2 separate regions of the Gossypium hirsutum genome follow, and region 1 is linked to region 2. A link is a contact called in public Hi-C data. All regions are on one chromosome and are shown on one strand. The core of a region is the stretch at or near the end of the contact, and the rest is flanking DNA. Distances in the headings are between cores, read along the strand shown.

What was found. Hi-C and Micro-C count contacts between places; a contact is called where the count stands out from the background.
Region 1: a contact with region 2 is called in a Hi-C map of leaf, with 2.1 times the contacts expected there. The contact joins the promoter of LOC107922163 here to the promoter of LOC107922203 in region 2. A contact is called at or near these places in 2 of 34 Hi-C or Micro-C datasets (both in leaf).

Annotation. Positions count from the first base shown.
Region 1 is chrD01:45,973,445-45,979,981 of Gossypium_hirsutum_v2.1, reverse strand. LOC107922163 (phosphoglucomutase, cytoplasmic) reads left to right here and starts at 2,206. Exons shown (of 18, transcript XM_016852050.2): 1 at 2,206-2,410; 2 at 2,511-2,605; 3 at 3,480-3,561; 4 at 5,108-5,163; 5 at 5,638-5,751; 6 at 5,888-5,950; 7 at 6,049-6,168; 8 at 6,250-6,350. The coding sequence starts at 2,528. It overlaps LOC107922164 (a long non-coding RNA gene), which reads right to left and starts at 2,110. Exons shown (of 2, transcript XR_001691195.2): 1 at 1,379-2,110; 2 at 895-1,233.
Region 2 is chrD01:45,394,224-45,400,631 of Gossypium_hirsutum_v2.1, reverse strand. It overlaps LOC107922203 (F-box protein SKIP28), which reads left to right and starts at 1,604. Exons shown (of 4, transcript XM_016852097.2): 1 at 1,604-1,701; 2 at 1,779-2,098; 3 at 2,269-3,384; 4 at 3,610-4,228. The coding sequence starts at 3,034. The coding sequence ends at 4,209. It also overlaps the pseudogene LOC107922202.

The DNA of each region.
Region 1 (6,537 bases), core at 957-3,456, 580 kb before region 2:
GGGATTTTTGAATCTGTGAGATTTTGGGATCTAGTGGTCGATGTATTACCGTGTGCATTATTTTTAGGTTTAGGAGGAATTAAAATTTTATATTTGGGGCTTGGGTTAGTGTTTGAGTTTATTTTTAGTTGATTGGATTTATTTGAAAGTGGGTTAATGTTTGGGGCCTAGGTCTGGATGGGTAGTGGCCAGCTGGTTAATATATAATATTAATTATTAATTTTAGTTAATTAATTGATTTTGAACCGAATTAACTGTTAACTGAACTTTTAAACAATTATTAATTTACTTCTATACCGAATTAGATCAATTAATCAACCGATTAATTGAATTAGTTTGATTTAATCGGTTAAATTGGTTTTAACGACACACTCCTAATTATACATGCTTAACGAATAGATTTCTCATATCAAATTCCTATAAAATTTAGACGTAAGTGAATTGTGGAGTAGAGGTGCTCATGGGCCGGGCCAGGCCGGGCTGGGTTCGGAGTCGGGCCCAGTGAAAATTTTTGGCCCGGGCCCGGCCCGAACCAAAATATGGGCCTAAAATTTTGCCCAGGCCCGACCCAAGAAAAAATCATAAGCCCAGCCCAGCCCAGCCCGGCCCATTTTTTAATAAATACCAAAAATTTTAAAAAAGTATTTTAAAAATATTTTAAAATTAAAAAAATAAAAAAAAGTAGAAAGAAGCAATGTAAGTCATTCAGTGGAAACGAATATAGACTGCAATTTGCATTTTGTAGCACCAGACGAAATAAAAATCACTAAAATTAATATTCTTAAAATTTTGAAATTATCCCTAATACACAACCAATATAACCAAACTTTTAAATACAGAAAAGATCACAGTCCATCATAGCATCAACTTTTAGCGAGATCAGCAAGGAATATGTATACACGATAAAAGAGATATTCATTCCTTTTATCTTTGAAACCCTTCTCTTCAACTAAATAACAATACTAGATAAGTTGTTCTTTAAGTATAACAAATGAATTCCATATATTGCAAAAAACTGTTACATTTATTGCAAAAATTTTTGAACTCAAACAAAGCAAGAGAAATACAAAAATAAATAACTGGTTTGCCAATTAAAGTGAAAAAATAAAAGAAAATCAAATACTACACCTCGTTTAATTTTTCTAACGTGGTTAGAGCATTTGTTTCCTGCTTAGGTTTCCTGAACAGTCGATTAAACATGATGAACTCTTTGAGATCAAAATCCCCGATCACCTGTTCAACAACAATCACCAAAACGATAAGATCAGATCAAAACAAACATAATAAAACAATCAATAAATCACTCATAACAGGAAATTGAAACAAAAGAATCAATAAAAAGTAAAGAATATTACAAAAAAGGGGGAAATGTTCTAACCTGTAAAACTTGAGATTTTAGAGATTTGAGGGATTTACTATTGATTTACTAGTCACATCTAACTCTTAACGACAAACTGGGCATCTTTTATGTGATTCAAGCCAATGATCAATGCATTCTTGGTGGAAAACATGGCAACAAATAGTTAAAAATCGAAGCATGTCACCGTCACTAAACTCAGCAATAAAGAGCGGCCTTCTCTTAAGTACATGATTAAAATGTAAAGCTCGAAAATTTCAATTGAAATGAAAACTAAAGTGAAGAAGAATCGAAGCATGTTACCTTGAACTTGTTGATTTGAAGGGTTTGGGTCGGAAGTTGCAGAAGAATCGAACTGAAGAGAACAACAACGCCACCTAGTAAAATGATTAAATTTTGGTCAAATTCTGCTAGAGTTGTAGAGGTGGAGTCATGGAGGACCGAACACTGAAGGTGAGATGGTGGATCGGTGGAGGTGAGTTTTCGATTTGGGGGAAAAAAAGGGCGGAGGGAAGGGATTAGGGATTTGTATCTGAAGTCTAAACGGGGTCAGGAAAATAAGGAGGGGAAATGGGAAATGTAAAATGTAAATGTAATAATAAATTAAAAAATATATATTTAATATATTTTCGGGCCGAACCGGGCCAAAAAAATTTTGTCCGAGGTCCAGCCTGTTTTTTAAACGGGTTTTTTTTTCTACCCAAACCCATATTTTGGGCCTATATTTTTACCTAAATCCTCCTAAATTTTAGGTGGGCTATCGGGCTGAGCCGGGCCGGGCCGCCCGGCCCATGAGCAGCTCTATTGTGGAGTAAAAAAGTTTGAAGTAGATCTCCTTTATTCATCCCAAACAAGGGAGAATACGTGAGGTTTCAAATCGCCCCCTGTCTAATCTCATCCTGGCCTCAATCTTCACCGTTCGCGTTTCTTTCACTTCATATCAAAAAAGAAAAAGAAACAATATATTATTAAAAAGAAGGTAATACGGGTCACTTCCTCACTTTGCCAGCTTATTCTCAAAACTAACGCATTTCAATTTGATCTCCCCAACGAGTGAGCTCTCTCTCTCTCTCTTTTCATTTTTTTTAATATTTACATATTTATTTATCAAGAGTTAAGAGATTCGCATTGATTGAATTGTGTTGCATGGCAGTCGTAGAAAGCAAAGAAATGGTGTTCAAGGTTTCCAAAGTCTCGACGACGCCGATCGACGGCCAGAAGCCTGGAACTTCTGGCCTCCGTAAGAAGGTTCCTTTTGCTTCTTAATCGTCCTTCTTCATTTCCTTCTTCATTTCCTTTACTTTGATCGTTATACGATATCTCGATCTTCTGTTATATCACTCCAATTTAATTTTAGATCAATTTAATCCGTTTGATTGATGCCTGCTGCAAGGTCTTCTCGTTGAATTAGATGATCTCGTAAACTATATATTGAACTTCATTTTCATAGATTAAGATTTACTTCTATAACATGTAACCGAAGAGAGACATGGATATTATCATTTTCGGTGCTGATCTATTTGCTATTTGAAGTTTTAACTTAATTATGATCTATTTTCCTTTTCTTTTCTATTCTGGATCTGAATCAAGTTCATTCATTATTTAAATTTAGTTCTTTGTTTTTTTTTTTTTTTGAGGTAAAATTTTAATGCTTGATTCCATTTCAGCTCATAGTTTCTCATGAATCTAATAACTATATTTATATGGTTTCTGGTGGTTTGTTTTATATTTAGATCGTATTTCTATATTTAAATGATTATATAATTCCTAATTGTTGATGTTTTGGATGCCTGTTGCCCGTTATGGGTTTTAATTTTTAATACTCTGGAACTGATGCTAAAAAATTAATACTACTTAATAGTTCTTCAGGTCTTACTTATATTGTTTGACCAGTATTCTGTACAGTGTTCTTACGCATGATAGGTAATTAGATTAATAGTTTCCTTCATTGTCGAAGTCCATTTTTTACATGTTGCTAAAATCCGTGTCAAAGTTCAGGTTATTTGCAACTTGAGTGATATGGAACATAAACAGTTTTCTATATTTTCTTACAATATGCCTCTGCATATTGATTTACATGTTTTTCTTTTAATTGTATACTGTGGTGTTTTGACCTGTCCAGGTGAAAGTTTTCATTCAGCCTCATTATTTGCAAAATTTCGTTCAGTCAACATTCAATGCCCTTACACCAGAAAAAGTTAGAGGTAAGGGTTTTTGTTGATGCTATGCCTTTTTGTATGCTAAATGTACTTGGTAATTTTTACTTTTTAATATTTAGAGGCATAATGTGGCTCTTTAACTATGCTCTTAAAATCTTGGAACTAAGGATTCACTTTACGTACATCCATTTATGTGAGGCTTGCTTAGATTGTGTGCTTTGTTATATTAGGGAAACTCTTATGAAAAGGATGTATCTGCCCTAATTGTACTTGGGATATATGCACAATTCTTTGGGTAGTTCAACAAAATGTTCTAGTTTTATCTTGAAAGATATTTAGTTCATGTCATCCAGAGACAATAGTCTGGTCATATCATTTGCTTGATTTTATTTTGGTCTTTTTGTCTTCAAAGTACTTGGGATATATTATATTTTCTTGAATGTTTTAACTGTTGCAGTCCGTATCAGTATAGCCTTATATTGGACAGGAATCCTGGGGGACCCTGGGGATCCTTAAATTCTTTTTCACTTTTTCTGATTTTTTTAAGCCATTTTGGACACTTGACTTTTATCTTTCTGAAGAAATTTTAGAAAAGTAATAGAGGGAAGAAGGGAGGGGAGCTACTGGACCCTGCTGATACCTAGGTATATGTGATCAAAGGTGCATAGTGCTAAAGCTGCTAGGACCCTTGTATTGCCTAAGGAGCATAGTGCTAGTTTTAGGAATATATATAACAGACAGCACTGCATGGCTGAATGTATTAAAATTACCAAGTCTTAACGAAAATTATTCTAAAATTTCATCTCAAACATTAGGTTATGAACTGACAATATAACCACTTGCAGAAAACTCTTCTAGTTTTTATATTCTTAATTTTGTTTTTATCATGAAGAAAACAAAGGGAATTTTCCTTTGTGAGCCTTGATAAAGCTGCCTCACCTTGTTTGGAACAAGGCTTTTGCCAAAATTTTCCTTCACCTCTCTTGCTAGGGATGCTTCTTGACTACATTGGTTTAGGTGGCTATACCACACCCAATAGTAGAGTTATACTATCAATCTTGAAACTAATAGATGCATACTTCTTGTTTACGAATATTTTTCTATACGTAAAAAAAGAAGGGCACCATGGCTCAGATTTAAGACTTTTATCCTAACCCCTTTTAAGAGCACCACAGCTCAGATTTAAGATATTTACCTCCACACCTGATAAGAACACCAAGAATATTGGTATTTTTAAGTGTACAGACAGCTATGGTGTATTTCTGTATTGCCTGCTAATTCAATTTCTAGCATTAGAGGCCTCATCTAATGCTATGATAACATGCAGTTTTAGTTTGTTGGCATGATTATTGTAGAGTATATTCAACTCAATTTCTTTAGTTCTTCACCAGCTCTTTTGGTAATTTATTACTTTATTGGGAAGAAGTCGTTTCTTATCTTGAGAGATGATTTTGAATCATCTAAAGAAAAAAAATTATGTTAGGAATTCATTTTTGTTTTGTTTCATTTCATTGGTGACATTTCTTTTTCTTGATGACCTACATTCAATGGATTACAATGGCTTTCCTCTTATGTCTGTTCATGGTTATAGGTGCTACACTTGTTGTTTCTGGTGACGGTCGTTATTTTTCAAAGGATGCTATTCAGGTACTTCAACTTTGAACCTAAATGGTTGCCATAAAACTGTACCATCTTAGGAGAGAAAAAACATTTGTTGCTATTTTGTTAAACGGGTGCTCTTTGAAATTTTTGTTCTGTCAATGGCAAATAATTGTTCTTTATATGGACTTCTGTAGTGTACTTTGGTCATTTAAGAGATTCAGGCTTCAACTTACGAATGAATTTGTGGCGGCCATTTCTAAGGGGACTTACACTTGGCTAGTTTAACATGTTCTATGTACTCAGTGCAGTGTATATAGTAGGTGTTTCTGGTTTGTCCAATCATTCTTATGGAACTTTGGTTCCCGAATTGAAACTCATATGTTTTAACTGGATGCAACTGAGGTCCTTTTTAGTGGTTTCTTGTATCATAATGTCTTCAATGTTGTTATCGTTTGGTAATAAGTCCTTAACCATTGTACAAATTGCTCAGTGAGGTAATGCGTTGTGTTAAATTGACAGATAATAATTAAGATGTCAGCTGCAAATGGAGTAAGACGCGTATGGGTTGGTCAAAATGGATTGCTTTCAACTCCTGCTGTATCAGCTGTAATACGTGAAAGAGTTGGTGTCGATGTGAGTAATATTGCTGCTATTGCGTTATCTAGTTATTTTTTGTTTATCATCTTTTTCAGTATTATGTTGTGAGAAGTTACTCAATATGATTTAGTTTTGACAACATTAAGGTTCTGCTTACAAATTTCAATTCCAGGGATCCAAAGCAACTGGTGCCTTTATTTTGACAGCTAGTCATAACCCTGGCGGTCCTCATGAGGTAGGGCGGAGCTGAATTTGTATATTGTCTAAAAACTGTTTTTGCATGCAACATTTGAAAAATGTATGATTGCTTTGGCTTTTGTGTCTTTGTCACAGGATTTTGGAATTAAATACAACATGGAAAATGGTGGACCTGCTCCAGAGGCTATCACTGATAAGATCTTTGAGAACACAAAAACAATAACAGAATACTTGATTGCTGAAGATCTACCAAATGTTTGTCTTGCTTCCCTAGAACAGTATTTTTATTCATCTTTTTACTGTAACTTAATCTTGTTAATATGTTGCATTATCCAGATAGACATTAGTACAATTGGTGTTGCAAACTTCTCGGGGCCTGAGGGACAGTTTGATGTTGAGGTTTTTGATTCAGCAAGTGACTATGTGAAACTGATGAAGTAAGTTATTCTTCAATTGAATGAGTCCCATCTAATATATATTGACTAGCAGTATCTTTCGAATAGTGATCTTTGTTCTTCTCTCATGTCCTTGTCTATGTCCCTTGATTGGAAATTGTTATTATAATTTGAAACTTGAAAGCCCCTAGAAAATTATTTGCATGGGCTAAAACCTTGTGAGTTGTGA
Region 2 (6,408 bases), core at 355-2,854:
GATGAACCAGCTAAAAATTGGTATAAACCATCACGAACTCGGCCCCGCAGTACAATTACCTGTGTTTGGATGTCCTTAACAACACAATAAAAAGGGGTGAAATTCAAAAAATACATTGTTGTCGACAGCAAATTGAGAAACAGACATATGATTCTTTTGAATACTCGGCACACACAGAACATTAGAAAGGTGTAATAACTTCTTGTTTATTAGTAGAACAATATCCCCAACAGACGAATTTTTAATGGGAGCCCCATTTCCCATTAAAAGTGAAGAATTACCTATATATGGAGTAGCGGCATTCAAATCAGATGCATTTTGACAGACATGATGAATGACCCCTAAATCTGGATACCATGATGAGGTTCCTATCGGCATAGGAGTAGACGAGTTAGTATTACCAAAATCAGAATCATACTGTGTGGCATACGAAAATCAGACGCACGAAAATCAGGAATTCGTGGTAGGTAAACACACTGTGAGGAACCAAAATCAAAAACACGTACTCGTGGTTTAGTCTGCCACAGAACTTCAGAAGTATTATTGGGTATGGAACCTTCAACAAAATTAGCATTAGGCCCAAGTGAACGGGGCCCAAAATTTTAATTAGCATTGACCAACCCAAAATTTTGATTAGCATGGACTGACCCACTGGGCAGCCCATTATTTTGACCACTAATCGGCTCAAATTTCGATCCATTATTTTGGCCACTAACAAATTCAAAATTTTGGCCTGCACTTGGTCTAAACCACGGCCCACACAGATGCCCAAAATTCTGGCTTGCACTTGCTCTAAACCACGGCCCACATGAATGCCCATAATTCTGGCCTGCACTTAGTTCCACAAGATTCGGCCTATGCAGCACATCAGAAGGCCCAACAGATTGCTGACCCAAGACACGCCCAAACTCACCTTGCATATGACGTCCAGCAGCCACACCATAAAGATCAAATGGGCCATCATTAGACCCAAACCCAATTCCATACTCAGCCATATTAGGATGACGATAGAAAGAAGCAACCCTAGCTTACGGCGGCCAACGTTGATTTTGAAAACCCCCCAAAAGATTCTCTCCAGAACCCGAATCACCATAAACACCACCCTGTAGCTTTCGACCACCATATGCAGAGGAGGAAGCTCGCACCGTATTGGAAGCATTTGGACCACCATAAGTACGGTTAAAGCGATAGAAACAACACTGAGCCAAATGACCGAACCTACTGCAGATCTGACACTGCACTCTCAATCGGAAACCAAGGCCATGTGAACGCCCTTCATGCACATCGCGCGACGAACCTGAGTCAACCACCGCGGCAACCAAAGGTTGTTCAACAAGGTGGGCTTGCATCGGAACCTCACGCGCCACCTGCAACTGTCGACTCTCAAACTCCAAGAGAACGTCGACTAGACGCTGAAAAGGAAGCGTCTCCATCAAGAATGAGGCTAGGGTCAACACGATATCAAAGTCTACCGAAAGACCGGCCAAAACAACTTCTACCTTTTCGGCTTCTGACATTGTCGATCCAGAAGCTGCAAGTAACGCACAAACATTTTCTATCTTTGCAACATATTCTCTGACAGTTAATTCGCCCTTTTTTATAGAATGCAGATCATGCTTAACACGAGAGATTTTCGCACCAGTAGAAACTTCAAATAGCCGATTTACGGTGCTCCAAATTTCACACGCAGACTTAGCAAAGGTAAAATACGACAAAATCAATGAACTTATAGTGGAAAGAAGCCAAGATGCTAACAGTTTATCCTGTTAATTAAACAGAGATGCGTCTGGATTTGGAAGAAGCGTACTTTCTGAAGATGCAACAAATTGAGATGGAGCAGCCAATGTGCCCTCCAAGAACCCCTGCAGCTCATATCCCTCTATTATGAGTCGGATATGTTGCTGCCATTGAACAAAGCTCCTCTCCTCTAACTTTACCGTATCACGACGAGGGAAAGATTGAACCAAACGAGCACTTGAAAACGACGAACTCATAGGATCAGCAGAGTTAGAATCGGTTGACGGTGCCATCACGCGAATAATGGAAGCACTCGCCAGGATTAGGCGACTGATACCATTTAAGATACTACACAAAATAGGTATAAATAGAAAAATGAAGTATAGAAGAATTCTTTAGTCATATTATCTTGATCTTAAATGAATACACTGATGACGTTTTATACACATATGAGAACCAACTGCCTAATGAACTGGTTAATAGATTTTGTAACAACCTATCAAACTAACCATTTTAACAACTGTTTAACAGAGAGAAAGAGTTTATTTACTGAGGACATCCAATGCAAAAGTTATAGCAGGCGGTGTCGATGAATCACCGGTGGCTGAAAAAGGTCATTTTGTCATCTACACAGCAGATCAAAAGCGGCATCATGTGCCCTTGTCATATCTCAGCAACAACATATTTGTTGAACTCTTAAAGCTTTTCGGAGGAAGAGTTTGGTCTATCAAGTCATGGTCCTATAATGTTGCCCTGTGATTCGGCCTTGCTTGAATACATGATCTTCATTGTTGGACAAGGGTTGGATAGACACTAGGAGAAAGCTCTACTTAGGTCCATATCTCCAAGTTGCTACTCCCTTTGCACATCTTTCCATCAAGGACAGACAGGTCAACAGTGACTTGTTTGTGGATGGTGAAAAACTTACAGTTGAAAAATGTAAATGATTGAAACTACCATAGTGTAATTATAGAAGGTGTTTAACACAACAATCTTAAGATCAGATTATAATCCGTAACATTTGTTTTAGTTTAATGTTCCATTTTTTCTTAAAACTAACAAAAAAAAAACTTAGTTGTATGGTTGAATTTAAAGCTAGTCAACTATGGAGCAAATCCTTAGAGGGCAAGAAAAATGGAATACATATTTTGACAAACTCACAATTGAACCCCTTCTTCCCTCCTGTCAACATCTTCATTTTACTTCTCCTTTAGTTTAGGGCATATTTTGGTCGCTTATTTGTTAAGGATTTATATTCTCTATATATAATCTAGACAGTTCTTTCATCAAAACAATATGGAGATTGCAAAGAGCATGGAACTTGCAACCCGTTCACATAAACGATCCAGTTTTGCAGGGCCACCCCATGAGGCTTTGTTTCTTGTCTTGGCCTACCTTCCATTATTTGAACTTCTGTCCATGAGTGAAGTTTGCAGGTCACTGAGAGATGCAGTGGAAAAGGATGTACTCCCATGGCTAAACGTCATCGTTGAAAGGCCTTTGAGCTTGAGGTTGTCAGATGAGATTCTGATGAAAATTGCTTCAAAGGCAAATGGTAGGCTAAGAACCTTGGTTCTCATGTACTGTGCCAAAATTACAGATGATGGGCTTCAAAGGGTACTCGACCAAAACCCTCTTATCAGTAAGGTACGAATTTTTTTATTATTTCTTTTCCAAATATACTTCCTTTTAGGATATGGAATGGATAAGATTTCAATGGCAGGGTTTCGTTTTCCTCTATCTTATATATGTGTGGATCAAAAACAACCACACTCAACTCTAAATTATGATCTTCTTTTCTGTGCAGTAAATACAACTTGTGTAATTAAGACATTAATATAAACTAAGAAGTTGTTTTATATGTTGATTCAGCTTCACATACCAGGTTGCACTGGCTTAACCCCTGATGGAGTAATAAGAGCTCTGCAGAAGCTATCCGAATGCCAAGATGGCCTAAAAAGCCTTTGGATAAACGGCATTGCCAACATGAAGAAAGAACACCTCGAAAGGCTTCAATTTTACCTCCAAACAAACCAAAAACTGCCGCAGATTCAGCAAACGAGACAGCCTCTCTTATATCATAATTACAGAAGGTTGCGAGCATATAGATGGGAAGAACTTGGGAGAGTCATTGATGTGGAACTTTGTCCCAAATGCAATGAAGTAAGGGTTGTATTTGATTGTCCTAGAGAGGAATGCAAAAGGAAGAGAGAAAATTCAATGACTGGATGTAGGATGTGCATTTTCTGCATTCCAAGGTGTGAAGAATGTGGCGAGTGTGTCGAAAATGGAGACTTGGAAGAAACCGTTTGTGCTGATACTCTTTGCCTACATTGTTGGATTCAGCTTCCCAAATGCAATTTCTGTAATAAGCCATGCTGTACTCAACATGCCAACATGCAGATAGCTTCAACGGGTTCAATAGGGTGGATTTGTAGTGTTTGCCATGATAAGTCTGATGATTTTGAATAAATTTGAGAGATTATTCGAACATGAGATATATGCACTTGAACCAATTACAATCAAATGAACCTCACAAGATAACCTTGATGAAATAAATATCAATGGACACTTTCAAATTTAAGTTTAAAGAATAAGATAGCTACACATCAAAAATCTTGAATAATCTCATAGTTGGTTTGTACAGACTCCAATGACAACGAACCAAATCAATCTAAACACTACTTGCTATCCATATGTTCAGTTAAATTTTCCACCCTTCGACTCGACTCCAATAGGAGAAACAAAATTGGGTTTGCTGCAAGTATTCCAACAGAGATGGAATCGAATTTTCAGAAACGATTGAATGTTGTTAAAACCAAAGGGTAAAGTACAAACAAGTTCTACAAGAAAACAGCAGTCATAAGGAAAGCGCCTATTATCACGGAGGTTGTGAACGAACAACTCCCGTAGAAATATTGTGTTGGGCAGCCTAAACTCGTGTCATTCGACGAAGGGGCCAGTGATGTACCGTTAGTGATGGTGCCGTTTTTTCCTAAACTACAGACAAAAACAAAGTCATACGATCATCAGATTTCATTAAAGCCATTGTATGTTCATCATAATATAGCTTGAACTAGAAATAATTAGGAGCATACCTTCCAGGAAATATGCATGAACCGTGACCTGCACCAATCAAAGGTCACCAATCAATAACGTTCGTAAGTCAATATCTCAAAAACACCAAATCATCAGCAGGTAACAATGATTATCAAAATACCAGTGAGTAAACCATAAAATGAAAAACTACAACATCTAATCTCCTATTCTATAAGAACAAATCTTATAGTCACATACTTGGATCAGTTGTACTGATGGTAGCCACCCCCTTGAAATCACAGGTTCCAGTAGACTTGCCCATCTGTTGGAAGTATGCATTGAAAGCATAAGTTGAGTGGGAAACCACATTATCGGGCTCATAACATGGTTGCCCCAGCAACAAAGGTGAGCAATCAACTTTCCCAGGTCCACAAGCCCAATCAAGAGCTGCTTGTAACATCTTCGGATCAGCACCATCCTTTGCAACACAAAAAGTTTGGTTTGTAGTGTCATTTGCAAAAACAGTACCAGCAGCTGTCAGGTGTAAAATATAAACTGGTGTTCCATTGGCATCAAATAGCCCCCAGTTCTTTTCCGAGAGTGGCGAAGGTCTCAAATCCTCATTGTAAAGCTCATAAATGTAAGTACTAACTGTGATCCCAGGGTGTTTAGGAGTCCCAGTGTTGTTAATTACATGCTTGATCAAGTTACTGTTGTATGTATTAGCATTGTCAACCGTAGCATCAGGCTCAGATGAATCACCCTTAGAAGGCCAACCAGACTCGGTGACTACAATCGGAACATTGGTGATGTTTAAGTATGACATTGAAAAATATGCTGCATCAACAATAGCATCAAAGACATTAGTGTAATGCAGGAGTGTGTTAGCATCCACAGCTTCTTTGTTTGGAGGGAGGGGCCGGAAAAGAGCATAGTCCAACGGGATCACGTTATTTGATTGCATATAATCATAATACGGAAATACATTCAGCATAAGGTACGACCCAGTAGACTGCAAAAACTTCAGCAATGGAACCATTACAGGATCCCATGAACGATTAAAGAAGGCTTGAGAAGGTGGAAAAGAGTCCAGAATAATTGAAGATGAATGTGGCGTAGAGACTTTGATTTGACTGTCAAGATTTGAAGCAACAAGGGCAGAGTGGATGAGCTTTAAGGCAGAAACTAGGACAGGAGCAGCATTTGGGAGCGCAGTTAGTACTTCGGACCCAACAGCTATTGCTGTGATGGTGGTGGCAGGGACATGGGCTATAACATTGCGAGCCACCCAGTTCGCTGCAGTGGCATTCGACTGACCAATACCAAGGAGCTGCTCGTTGGCAATGCCAGACATTCTGAGCCTTGAGAAGGGCTACCACTTGAGTAGGGCTGGGCATGTCGGAAAGGTCCGTACCAATATTCACTCCGATAAAGGCTTCTGCATAAAAAGATCCATAGGCCAATGTTAAGACATGATATCCAAGAAAAATGAAAGGTCTTCCATCTTGACAAGAGATTAACAATGTCAATATGTTGATGATATCATTGACTCCATTAACTAGAATATTGCAGTTCATTCCTAAAAGAAATATGTTGATGATATCATTAATATGATTATATTCATCAATGTCT